2 separate regions of the Pan troglodytes genome follow, and region 1 is linked to region 2. The links are chromatin contacts, called in public Hi-C maps. All regions are on one chromosome and are shown on one strand. The core of a region is the stretch at or near the end of the contact, and the rest is flanking DNA. Distances in the headings are between cores, read along the strand shown. Region 1 holds the start of ACTR2 (actin related protein 2). Region 2 holds the start of SPRED2 (sprouty related EVH1 domain containing 2).

Evidence for each region. A called contact is a pair of places that touch in the nucleus more often than the background predicts.
Region 1: a Hi-C map of stem cell-derived neural progenitor cells shows a contact between it and region 2, with 4 times the contacts expected there. The contact joins the promoter of ACTR2 here to the promoter of SPRED2 in region 2. A contact is called at or near these places in 1 of 7 Hi-C or Micro-C datasets (stem cell-derived neural progenitor cells) and 1 of 1 datasets of contacts at active chromatin or transcription factors (stem cell-derived excitatory neurons).

Annotation. Positions count from the first base shown.
Region 1 is chr12:57,496,761-57,502,400 of NHGRI_mPanTro3-v2.0_pri, forward strand. It overlaps ACTR2 (actin related protein 2), which reads right to left and starts at 3,863. Exons shown (of 9, transcript XM_016948644.4): 1 at 2,527-3,863. The coding sequence starts at 2,574.
Region 2 is chr12:57,281,678-57,287,887 of NHGRI_mPanTro3-v2.0_pri, forward strand. SPRED2 (sprouty related EVH1 domain containing 2) reads left to right here and starts at 2,344. Exons shown (of 7, transcript XM_063789766.1): 1 at 2,344-2,376; 2 at 4,524-5,171. The coding sequence starts at 5,146. It overlaps LOC104004996 (a long non-coding RNA gene), which reads right to left and starts at 1,197. Exons shown (of 7, transcript XR_010149417.1): 1 at 1,084-1,197.

The sequences.
Region 1 (5,640 bases), core at 2,613-5,112, 220 kb after region 2:
GCAGAGGTTGCAGAGAGCCGAGATCACGCCATTGCTCTCCAGCCTGGGCAACAGAGCTAGATCCTGTGTCCAAAAAAAAAATCAGCTTCGGTTAACATTCCCATTCTAATTTAATATTTAAAAACTCATCTATACTACAAATACAGGGCTCATTACCTTGAACCCCTAAAAGAATTCATTAAAATATAACTGGCTTGACTTTCTAAAAAGAGTATCTGACACAATCACAAAACAAAAAATTTTAAATTCAATTTTTAAAGTTTTTTATTTATTTAGAGGCCAATTTGAAACTATAGTGGAAATCAGGCTAATACTTTTTTAAAAAGCACATTTAACTGAATTTTAGCCGCACATGTAACATGCGTTTATGGTTAATTTAGTTTAAATATAGTTTAATAATACTTGCTTTGTTCAAATAAAGAACATTTTTCCAATAATTCAGAAAGGTCATGAAGTCCTCTCCATCTTCCCTCACTCCCTTATCCTCTGTCTCATAGGTAACCATTATGAACATTTCTTATGTATCCCTCCAAAACTTTCATATGCAGATACAAGTTTGTGGACATACATCTTTAATAAGGAACACACACTTAAACTGAATCATTCTAAAACCTTTTTCAACTTAAAATCTTAGACGTTTCCATAGCAGTGGGTCTGCCTTTTAAAAAATATTACATTCTTAAAAACCGTCACATTAATATGTTTTGTTTTTCTTTCTTTTTTTTTTTTTTTTGAGACGGAGTCTTGCTCTGTCGCCCAGGCTGGAGTGGTGCGATCTCGGCTCACTGCAACCTCCGCCTACCGGGTTCAAGCGATTCTCCTGCCTCAGCCTACCGAGTAGCTGGGATTACAGACGCCCACCACCATGCCCGGCTAATTTTTGTATTTTTAGTAGAGACGGGGTTTCACTATGTTGGCCAGCCTGGTCTCGAACTCCTGACTTCAGGTGATCTGCCCGCCTAGACCTCCCAAAGTGCTGGGATTACAGGCATGAGCCACCGCGCCTGGCCTCATTGTACGTTAACACTCTTTTTACTCTAGTCCATTTTTAACACAGTTCAGATGAAGCTACCATAATTATTGCTTGTAAAATTGTGTAACAAATCTAATCAAGGGCAGTATTATGGCAGTAAATACCAGCTCTTTTCCCCCTCAACAATTCAGATTCCAAAGTGTTTTGTTCAAGTAAAATGTACTTTAATTCATACATCATATTTATGGGAGGGAGGGGAGAAAAGTCACAAAATGTTGCAACATCAAAATGGTTAGAAATCACTATAGAAGTCATCCAGAATAAATAATATTTCCATCTTCTAATTTGCTGACTTTGCTACCCAAAATACATTTTTTTTTAATCTGGCAAGAGGGAGGTCTGAATGAAACAATTTTTTTTTTTTATAATTGAGACGGAGTTTCACTCTTGTCGCCCAGGCTGGAGTGCAGTGGCGCAATCTTGGCTCACTGCAACCTCCGCTTCCTGGCTTCAAGCGATTCTCCTGCCTCAGCCTCCCAAGTAGCTGGGATTACAGGCAAGCACCACCACGGCAGGCTAATTTTTGTATTTTTAGTAGAGACCGGGGTTTCACCACGTTGGCTGGGCTGGTCTCGAACTCCTAACCTCTGGTGATCTGCCCGCCTGGGCCTCCCAAAGTGCTGGGATTACAGAAACAATTTTCAAATAGTTTCTAAATCAGTGCTTTAGTCAGATTTTACAATTTTTGAATCTTAAAAGCTAACATTACCTGTATACTGAAACGAAGGGGAAAAAAGGGGTTGGGGGTGGGATAATCAACACTAACTTCCCCTAAGGCTAGTGGAATTAACACTTGAGTCTTGCGGCATCCTAGGTCACCCAAAACCACTCAATGGAACATGCTGGTCTCCGTGGGCCTGCTCCTGGGCCAAATACTAGTATGTAAAACAAAAAGTGAACGATGCGCTGCCGATCTGGACCCCTTCCCTCGAAAAAACTAATAAAAAGCCCAACAAACACAGCGAAAGGGCTGAGGTCCACACTCCATGACAGCACTTCCCTTTTTTTTTTTTTTTTTTTTTTAAAGTAAACCTGCTTCCTGCTTCTCGTTTGGTGTATCTTCAACTATACAGGAAGAGGAAGGCCTCTAGGTCTTTCTCCTTTTTACAAACCGGTGGCCCTGGGGAAAAGAGCCCTTCTCGGAACACACAAACCGAGCCTTTTACCCCTCCGTCCGCTTTAGCCCAATTGCCCCCGCATAAGCGCGGAGCAGTTCCCTGCCGGGCGGTCAGTAGGCTCCGTGTCCAGTGCCGGTCTCGCCCGCCGCCCCGACCCGGAAGGGTGAGGGGGTGGCAGGCTAAATGTGTGGCAGGCTCAAGGGAGACCAGAGAACGGCCGGCTCGCTCCCACGCCCGCGGAGGTGGGAGGCACCGCCCCGCGCCCCTTCGCCCCGAGGGCCCGGAGGTGCAGCCCTGGGGGCCGAGGGCCCGTGCGCCAGCTGCTCGTCCCCGCCGGCGTCTGTGGCCGCCAAGGCCTCCTCGCGCGGCCCTTACCCCGGTGCCGTTGTCGCACACCACCACCTTCCTGCCCTGGCTGTCCATCGTCCGCCCAGGGAAGAGCCGCTGCAGCCGCACAACCTACAGCCACCGCCGCCCGGACGTTTTCTTTTCTTCCTCCTGCGTCTTCCCGGCCCCTCCTTCGGCCCAACTTTTTTCCCCCGACCGGAAGCTGCCGCCAGGCTCCGCCCGTCATTTAGCTGAATGCCTGCACGAAAAGGGTGGGACGGGCAGGCAGCGCGACTGGCAGCGGTGAGCTCCAATAAAAGATGGAGGAGCGTCGAGGCCCCTCCCGCAGCTCCGCTTCCGGCTCGGCTGTCACGGTCGCTGCCCACCCGGGTTCTTCGCCGCTTCTAGTTCCGGGCGCTTTGCCGGGCCTTAATGGCGGCCAACATCGCCGGTGCTGCGGCTTTCTCCCTAAAGTGTCACAGGAGCTAAGGGCGCCGCTTAACGAACTGCAGAAGACGCAGGCAGGTGAAGGACACCGGTTCTGCTGCGGCAGTGGAATGTGGCGGAGAAGCTGGCGGGTAGGGCGGGGAGCAAGCCTGGAGGTCCTGGCGGACCCCACCATTCGACAGGGCTTGGTGTGTTATTGCTTCTAGGCCTTTTCAGCGGACAGAACTGGGATGGATACACACATGCTTATTTGAAATCATGCGTTTGTTCCATACTCCAATGTCAGCCCACCCGTTCTTTGCCCAAGTTGCTCTATGGTCAAGTGAGCGAGAGCAGGTGCCTGCATTTCCAGCCTCGTGGCTCACCGCCTCCTTCTTCCAGTAGTCCCATGTTGCTTCACACCTCTTAAGTACATGTACTTCTGTGAACCCAGAGCCTTGGCTTTGAAATCAGACAACCCCAGTTTCAAACGTGGCGCTGCCACTCACGAGTTTTGTGATTTTGGCATACCCCTGTCTGCATGGGGATAATAACTTCTATCTCCATAGGTGTGGTGAGGATAAAAGTCTATGCATAGAGGAAATGTTCATTCAGTGGTAGCTATTTCTAATTCTGTTCTTCTGGACCTATGATTCTATCTACGATGCCTCATTTTTTTTCCTTTTTAATCAATTGGCAAACTTGTGCTCTGAGACCCAGCTTGTTACATCTCTGATGACAGCTGATATCCTCAGGATATTCCGTACTTCCTTTCTCCCTATTACTTTACTATGAATATATGAATAACATTGTGCTTATTGCATGCAACAAATATTTATTAGATGAATGACATTAAAATTCACCTTTAAAATGCCATTCTTTATGAGAGGTGAGAAATAGAACTTTTCCTTCGACATGGCTGTACATGTTCAACAACTAGAATAAAACAGTCATCATGAACCCTCAATCCAGTATTCTTTTTATAATATAGCTGCCTGTCAGTTTTCACTGTTCTTTTATTAGACCAGTGATTTTCAAACCTTTTTAAAGGCATACAGTGCTTTATTCAAATTTAATCTTATATGGAACCCTCAACACATAAATATTAAGATAAAAATAAAGCTGCCATTGTTGCAATTAGAAGTTTGAGGGGTTAGAATAGGTAGGAAGTCTCGGAGGAACATTTCTTCGTTTTACCTGCTTTAACAGTCAGAGAAGTACCTCAGCCAGCAGAAAAACTTATTTGTTCATGAATTCCTTGAGTATAGAGTCCGTATCTTATTTTTGTGGCCTCCAATGCTAGTGCTGTGCAGTTTTCTTGAAAGTGCATTTTATTGGTCTCAGCAAATTGAACTCAAGCATTTCTGTGTTCTTTTACTTTTCCTCTTTGTGGAATTAAGGGGATTGCTAATTTGTATTTTTAAAGAAAGAGCATTATTCCGGGCGCGGTGGCTCACGCCTGTAATCCCAGCACTTGGGGAGGCCAAGGAGGGCAAATCATCTGAGATCAGGAGTTCAAGACAAGGCTGGCCAACATGGCAAAACCCCGTCTCTACTAAAAATACAAAAATTAGCTGGGCGTGTTGGCACGCGCCTGTAATCCCAGCCGCTCAGGAAGCTGAGGCAGGAGAATCGCTTGAACCCGGGAAGCAGAGGTTGCAGTGACAGAGATCGTGCCACTGCACTCCAGCCTGGTGAGAGCAAGACTCCATCTCAAAAAAAAAAAAAAAAAAATTGGCAAGTTTGGCCCTAAAATTTATATGAAATGAAAAGGAACCAGAATAAAAGGATTTTGAAACAGAAAAAGATGGAGAACTTCCACTACCTGAATTCAAAACTTATTATAAAGCTACAGTAATGAAGACTGTAATACTGGCATAGAGGCAGATATATCGATCAATGGAATCAAATAGTCCACAAACCTTTACATTATGGTCAATTGATTTTCAACAATGGTGCTAAAACAATCCATGGGGAAAGGGTAATCTTTTCAATGAATGATGTGGGAGGGAAAAAAAAGAACTTTGATTCTTACCTCACATCACACATAAAAATTGATTTAAGTGGATCATAGACCTAAATATAAAAGCTAAAACTATAAATTTCAGAAGAAAAAGAGGAAAATCTTTTGATATTAAGTTAAGCAAAGTTTGCTTAGATATGACGCTAAAATCGTGATCTATAAAAGAAAAAATTGATAGTTGACATAATAGAAATTTAAAGCTTTTAGTTCATGTATTGAAACAAAAAATCTAGACTGGGACAATGGCTCACATCTGTAATCCCAGCACTTTGGGAGACCAAGGTGGGTGGATCGCTTGAGCTCAGGAGTTCAAGACCAGCCTAGGCCAGATGGTGAAACCCCATCTCTATAAAAAATACAAAAATTAGCTGTGCATATAGTCCCAGCTACTTGGGAGGCAGAGGTGGGAAGATGGTTTGAGCCCAGGAGGCAGAATTTGCAGTGAGCTGAGATTGCGCTACTACGCTACAGCCTGGGTGACAGAGCCAGACCCTATCTAAAAAAAAAAAAAGAAGAAGAAGAAAAAAAAAACAAAAACAAAAAATCTTGGTCTGTCTTAGGCAACAAGCAATTTAAAAAAAAAGTAGAAAATAAAGCAAAAGGGCCAGGCGCAGTGGCTCACGCCTATAATTCCAGCACTTTGGGAGACTGAGGTGAGTGGATCACCTGAGGTCAGGAGTTTGAGACCAGCCTCACCAACATGGTGAAACCCC
Region 2 (6,210 bases), core at 1,094-3,593:
TGTGAGGGCGAGCAAGCCGCAGTCGAAAGCCCCTTTGCATAATCCATTCTTAAATTGACTGAGGCTTGTACAGTTGTAAACTGAAACTCCAGAGGCAAACCCTGAGCGGTTACATTTTCTCGAAAAGAATGTTTCCCAGCCTGTCAATTATTTCCTGCTCTCCGTCCCTCCCCAACGCGCGCACACACCCAACTTTTAGTAGCCAGCTGCCTTGACATTGAGTCTCTCTCCTACCTGAAGTGGAGCACCTCAGGAAGCAGCGAGGCTGCCGTTTCATTCATAATACATGAACTCAGGGGAGGAGGGAGGCGGGGGCAGGGGCCTTTCATCTCTGCTATTTAAAATCCCGGCATTGCAGCTGAAAGGGAAAACGACCTGGGAGTGAACGGCACCGGGGATGAAGCATTGCACGATAACGGCACAACCGAGCGCGTCAGCGGCCCGCCCGCCGGCTATTTATACCGCGCGGATTATGCAATCGGGCTCCAGCCATTCATGCCCCTACTGGGCCGCCGCACGCCCGGGGCGGGGGGGCCTCATTCCCGGGCGCCGGGTCAGTTTCTAAGTTTGCATCATCCCCTGCATTACGAGAGAGTTTGGGTTTCCATTCCTGCCAGCGGGGCTTGGGGGAGACAGCTGGGCTACAAACTCACTTGGCACACACGACTGCTTACTTAAACATCATAATAAAGGCACCAGATCGCCCGAGGCGCGGCCCGGCCGCGCGCAGGGTTGAGCTCGGGGAGACCGGAAGGAACTGATAACCGAGCGCTAATGACACCCCCTCCCTCCGCGTCGGAAGTGTCCTCGGAGCGCCGGTCATTGAGAAATACCGAAGGGGCAGAGTGGGGGTGAAGCGAGGACAGGCCCGGGCGCAGCTGCGCGCGCCTCGCGGGGCGGGGAGCGGGGGCGCCGCGGCAGCGGGGGGCTTCTGCAGGCTGGGCCGCGGCGGGGCGGTGCGAACCTTTGGGCCCCGTGGAGTCCTCCCTAAATCACCCCCTCCCCGCCCCTGGGAAGGGGGAGGGCGAGTGATTGCTCAGATCCCACCCCCGCCCCTGGGGAAATCTACACTGCCGGCCCTACCGGACGAGAGGGGGGAGAAGGACACGAACGAGAGAGCGGATTGCAGAGGAGGCTAAAATGTCCGCTTCTCCTGGCGCCCGAGCCAGGCGGGAGGGGTGGGGGCCGCGGACGGCTTCCCAGTGAAACAGGACCTGCGGGGCTACTGAGCATGCCCGTCCCCGGCCGCGGAGGGTCGCTCCGGCTCCGCGCTCCGGGCTTTCCGGGCAGCCCGCGGGAAGGGCCGGGGTGGGGGTGCTCCCTCGCCCAGGACTCGGAACTGAGAAGCCTGTAGGTGGGGGACCTGCTGGGGGCCCCGCTGGGTTTGCGTGAAGTTGTGAGCAGATCGATATTACTTTTGAAGCTTTACGATCCTACTCTGACTGAGCACTATTGATTTGATCGTGTTCAGAGATTCCCGCAGCCCCCTGTTCTGCCGGTTGTGGGGAGAGACAGGGATGTGGGTCCTTAGCTCTTTCAGCAGTGACATCAATTAAAGCCCTAAATCTGTGATATCCCCTATTCCAGCAACAATCCAATGGACTTTGATAACACCTTGATGTTCAGATCAACAGACATATCTGAGTTATTCGCCCAATGTCCTCATTTATTCTATGGAGCTGCAGGAGTCAGACTTGCCTCAACCACAGTAATTGATGGGGAGGACCAAGAAGTGACCTGCTAGTAATGTTTCCATCAAAAGGCCCCTTTTGGGTGTTGAACAAGACAGAAGAGAACTGGCAGGCTTCATTTAAAGGAACATGAAGGACAGAGTGGAGGGGGGCATTTGGTAAACCAGCTGGCCAGAGAGAGGAAAGGGCTATCAGGAATCTGTATAGCCCATTTAAGATTCCCAGCAACCCTATGTTGTGGGTACTATTCCGACCCAACAGACACTGAACCCAAGGCTCAGTGGACCTAAGGGCCTGCCTGAGATAGCCCAGCTGGAGTATGGTACCAGGTGATCCCAGTGGGGACTTGGGGACTTCTGGACCTCAGAATATTTATCATTGTTCCCCTGGCAACCTGGTCCATAGGCTGGGCCAGTCGTTCACTGCTATTAAGCAGAGAGCTGGCTGAGTGAGTGGTGATGACACCAATTTAACCTGCTCATAGAGCTGGCCTACCTGCAGAAATTAATCACCTCACCTGCCACCTTGCCATTTGTGTACCTTGAAACTGGAGGGTGGAGCCCAAGAGATGCCCACAGGGTGGATAATTTTGACATGGGTAAGTGCCTGTGTTCTGGGAAGTTCAGGAATAACAGGGTGGGATCTCTTTCAGCACTCCAAGGTAGAAGAGCAACCATGGCCAAAGGTGAGACTTGGGTAGATTCCTTAGCCATCTGGGGATTTGGAAGACAATGAGATCTTGCCTTTGCTTAGTACTTTCTCAGGAACTCTCAATGGCCTCAAAAACTGATAAAGACAAGCTTGGCCTTGTTATTCCTGTTTTATAAAGAAACTCACTCGGGGTCTCAGGACTGCTAGGAGAAAACCAGAACCAAGCTGTTCCATCCCCTGGTTCATGCCCTCCCCACCACCACACATCACCAGCGTGAACCCCACTCCATGTCTACAGAGATCATGGCTGTGATAAGCACAAAGCCTGGAGTAAACCACCAGTTTATCCCTGACTCAAGGTGAAACTTTTTGGAGCATTTGTGGCTCTTATATGCATGTAAATTTTAGGAATACTAAATTTGAGGCATTTATTTATTTATTTAGAGACAAAGTTTTGCTCTTGTTGCCCAGGCTGGAGTGCAATGGTGCAATCTCGGCACACTGCAGCCTCCTCCTCCTGGGTTCAAACAATTCTCCTGCCTCGGCCTTCTGAGTAGCTGGGATTATGGGCGCCCACTACCACACCCAACTAATTTTTATATTTTTAGTAGAGACAGGGTTTTGCCATGTTGGCCAGGCTGGTCTCAAACGCCTGACCTCAGGTGATCTGCCCACCTCAGCCTCCCAAAGTGCTGGGATTACAGGCATGAGCCACTGCGCCCAGCCTGAGGCAAATATTTAATCTCTTAACCTGTTCAGTGGTTGCTATTTAGTTAACATCGTATCTGGATTGTCCCATGGACATTCAAGAGGATGGAAAAGTCTACTGTGTTTGGAGAGCAGCAAGGGATAGGGACTATGTCTCTTGTTTCTTTTTCTTTCTTTCTTTCTTCTTCTTCTTTTTTTTTTTTTTTTTTTTTTTTTTTTTGAGATGGAGTTTTGCTCTTGTTGCCCAGGCTGGGGTGCAGTGGCACAATCTTGGCTCACCGCCACCTTCACCTCCTGGGTTCAAGCGATTCACCTGCCTCAGCTCCCGAGTAGCTGAGATTACAGGCACGCGCCACCACGCCCGGCTAATTCTGTATTTTTAGTACAGACGATGTTTCACCATGTTGGTCAGGCTGGTCTCGAACTCCCGACCTCAGGTGATCTGCCCGCCTCGGCCTTCCAAAGTGCTGGGATTACAGGCGTGTGCCACCGCGCCCGGCCGGGGCTGCTTCTTAACGCGAGAAATTCCATAATTTCTACGGAAATGCAAACGTTTCTGGGCTGTGCTGGGTTGACCTTTTTCTTTGCATGAGTAATGATTCTTAAAAACATCCGTTCCTTGGCCGGGCGCGGTGGCCCATGCCTATAATCCCAGCACTTTGGGATGCCGAGGCAGGCGGATCACGAGGTCAAGAAATCGAGACCATCCTGGCCAACATGGTGAAACCCCCTCCCTACTAAAAATACAAAAATTAGCTGGGCGTGGTGGCGCGCGCCTGTAGTCCCAGCTACTCGGGAGGCTGAGGCAGGAGAATCACTTGAACCCAGGAGGTGGAGGTTGCAGTGAGCCTAGATCGCGCCACTGCACTCCAGCCTGAGGACAGAGCGAGACTCCATCTCAAAACAAAACAAAACAAAAATCCATTCCTCTATTGAGACAAAAAAGAAAAAAAATCACAAGATTCACGTGAAACGGAAAAGCCTCTGCCTTTCAGAACCTTGGCAAAGTCGAACCCCCTCCCCTCTCTGGTTGGGTTGGGCTGGAGAAGCCAGCCCCTGGCACCTGCGCCGCCCCTACCTTCCCACCCCGCGGTGGGTGTAGTTGTGCCTCTGAGCCTGAGCACCTCTTCAGCTGTTTTACTCCCTCCCCTCCCTTGAGTTTCCCATCTCCGCCCCCGCCCAACCCCCCGATTTTTAATCTCGGTGTTTGGAAGGAGGGAGGGGGCAAAAACGGGAGCCAGATGTGTACGAGTCCTCCGCTCCCGCCTCCTCCCTCCTCTCGGGCTTCCTAAAACCCGGAGCCCTAATCAAGGAGGATTCGGAGCCAGACGGTCGCGGCGCAAGCAAACAACTCGGCTCCGCGGCTCCCCCGGGAGTGGAAGCCAGGAGGGAGGGGGAGAGGAAGCGGGGCGTGCTCAGTAGGCGGGACAAAGTTTTTTTTTTTCTTCTCCCTTTTTTTTCGGTCGCAAGTAGGAAGCTTTTTGCACTCCACCACCTCTGGCCGCTGGGAAGACGTCATCGCTTCCGCCCTACTTCCTCCTCCTGTTGGCGGCGGTGAGAATCCAATATGGAGTAAATCGGTGGAGTCGAGAGATGGGGCTCGGACGGGGCGCCCTGCACCGCCTCCCAGGCGCACCTCCCCCGGCCGCCGACCGCTCCCCGGAACCGTGATTGGCCCGGCCCCCCGGGGGCGACCCCGGACTGAGCCCCCCCACCCGCGGCCGGCGCTCTCCTCCTCCTCGCAGCAGTCCCTGCCGCTCCGAGGCGCGCTTGTTTTTCTCCTGCTCTCCCACACCGCCGTCCCCTTCCCAAATCTCGCCCCCTCTGCCCGCTCCCGAGCCCCCGGAGCCTCCGCCCGCCTCTCCCCACGGCGCTGCGGCGTTCACTCCCCGCGCAGCCTGCCTTTGCACCCCTTCCCCCAAACCTTATCCCGCGCCCTGCTTCCCCTTCTGCTGCGGCGCCCCCTTCATCTCTAGCCGCCCCCCCTCCCCAAATCAGGCGATCTCCGGAGATGTGAAGAAGGGGGGCGAGCGGACAGGAACATGAAGGGAGCAAAGCTGCCCGCCGCGGGACAGGCGTCTAGGTGAACAAGAAAATGACCGAAGAAACACACCCAGACGAGTAAGTTTGGTCGCGGGGTGGGACGAGGGTGCCCCGCAGGGGCAGCGTGGGGGCCGGGGCTGAGGATGCGGGCGGGGACGCTTATTGGGTGAACTTGGCGTGGGGTGCAGCGACTCGCTGACCTGTCGGGGTTGGGACGCGAGGCTTCCCTGCTTGTTGAAGTGAGGAGAGGGCAAAAACTGCTGCGGGCTGGCGGGCGCACGCCTAGGGTCGGCGGGCTGGTGGCAGCTCCGGGGGCCAAGGGCGTGCGGGTGACCTCCGGGCGGTCTCCGCTCCCTCTCGGAGGACTTACAGCTCCCCCGCCCCCGAAATCCTCGGCGGCTAGAGCGGAAGACCTGACACCCCCACTCCGGCTTCCCGGGGCTGGTGGGTTTTTGCACAGTGACTTTGTGACTCCCGCCGCCCCGCGAGCCCTGCAGTCCGCTCCGGAGCCCACTGGGGCCTAGGCTCCGCCATTTCGTTTTCTTGAATCGCTCTCATTTGCATACCACATTTTCATTCATAAAAAACACGGCGGAGCGAGAGGAGGACAGGCGCGGGCTGCGCGGGGGTCTGGTGCGCCAGGGTCCCCGCGCGGGCCGGCGTGCTGGAGCCGCCCGAGGGGCCCCGCGGCGCGTGAGTGCCTGTGCACGCGCTTGTGGCCGGCACACGCGTCCTGCGGAGTCGGGCGGCTCGGGGCGGACCGAGGCGTGTGCGGCGGGGGCGTGCGGGGCATCGCGCTGGGGGCGCGTGTGTGTGTATGTGAGTGTCCTCACGGGTGCGCGTGCACGGGCTTGTGCCTGGCCCGCGGGCCCGAGGGGAACAATGCTCGGGGGGCTCCGCCGGAGGGATCCTGGGCCGCCCCGCGTGGGACCCGTGACTGTCGCCAGCCCGGGGCGGAGGTGCAGCTGCCTCCTGCCTCGCGGTCCAGGGGTCCAGTTTGGCATTTTCCCTCCCTGGTCTGAGGCGTTTTCAGTCTCGGGTGCGACGGGGGCGGGGCCGCGGGGCCCGACGCCTCAAGTCTTATGCCTGGGGTTTGAGCGGTCACCGCGCGGCGGCC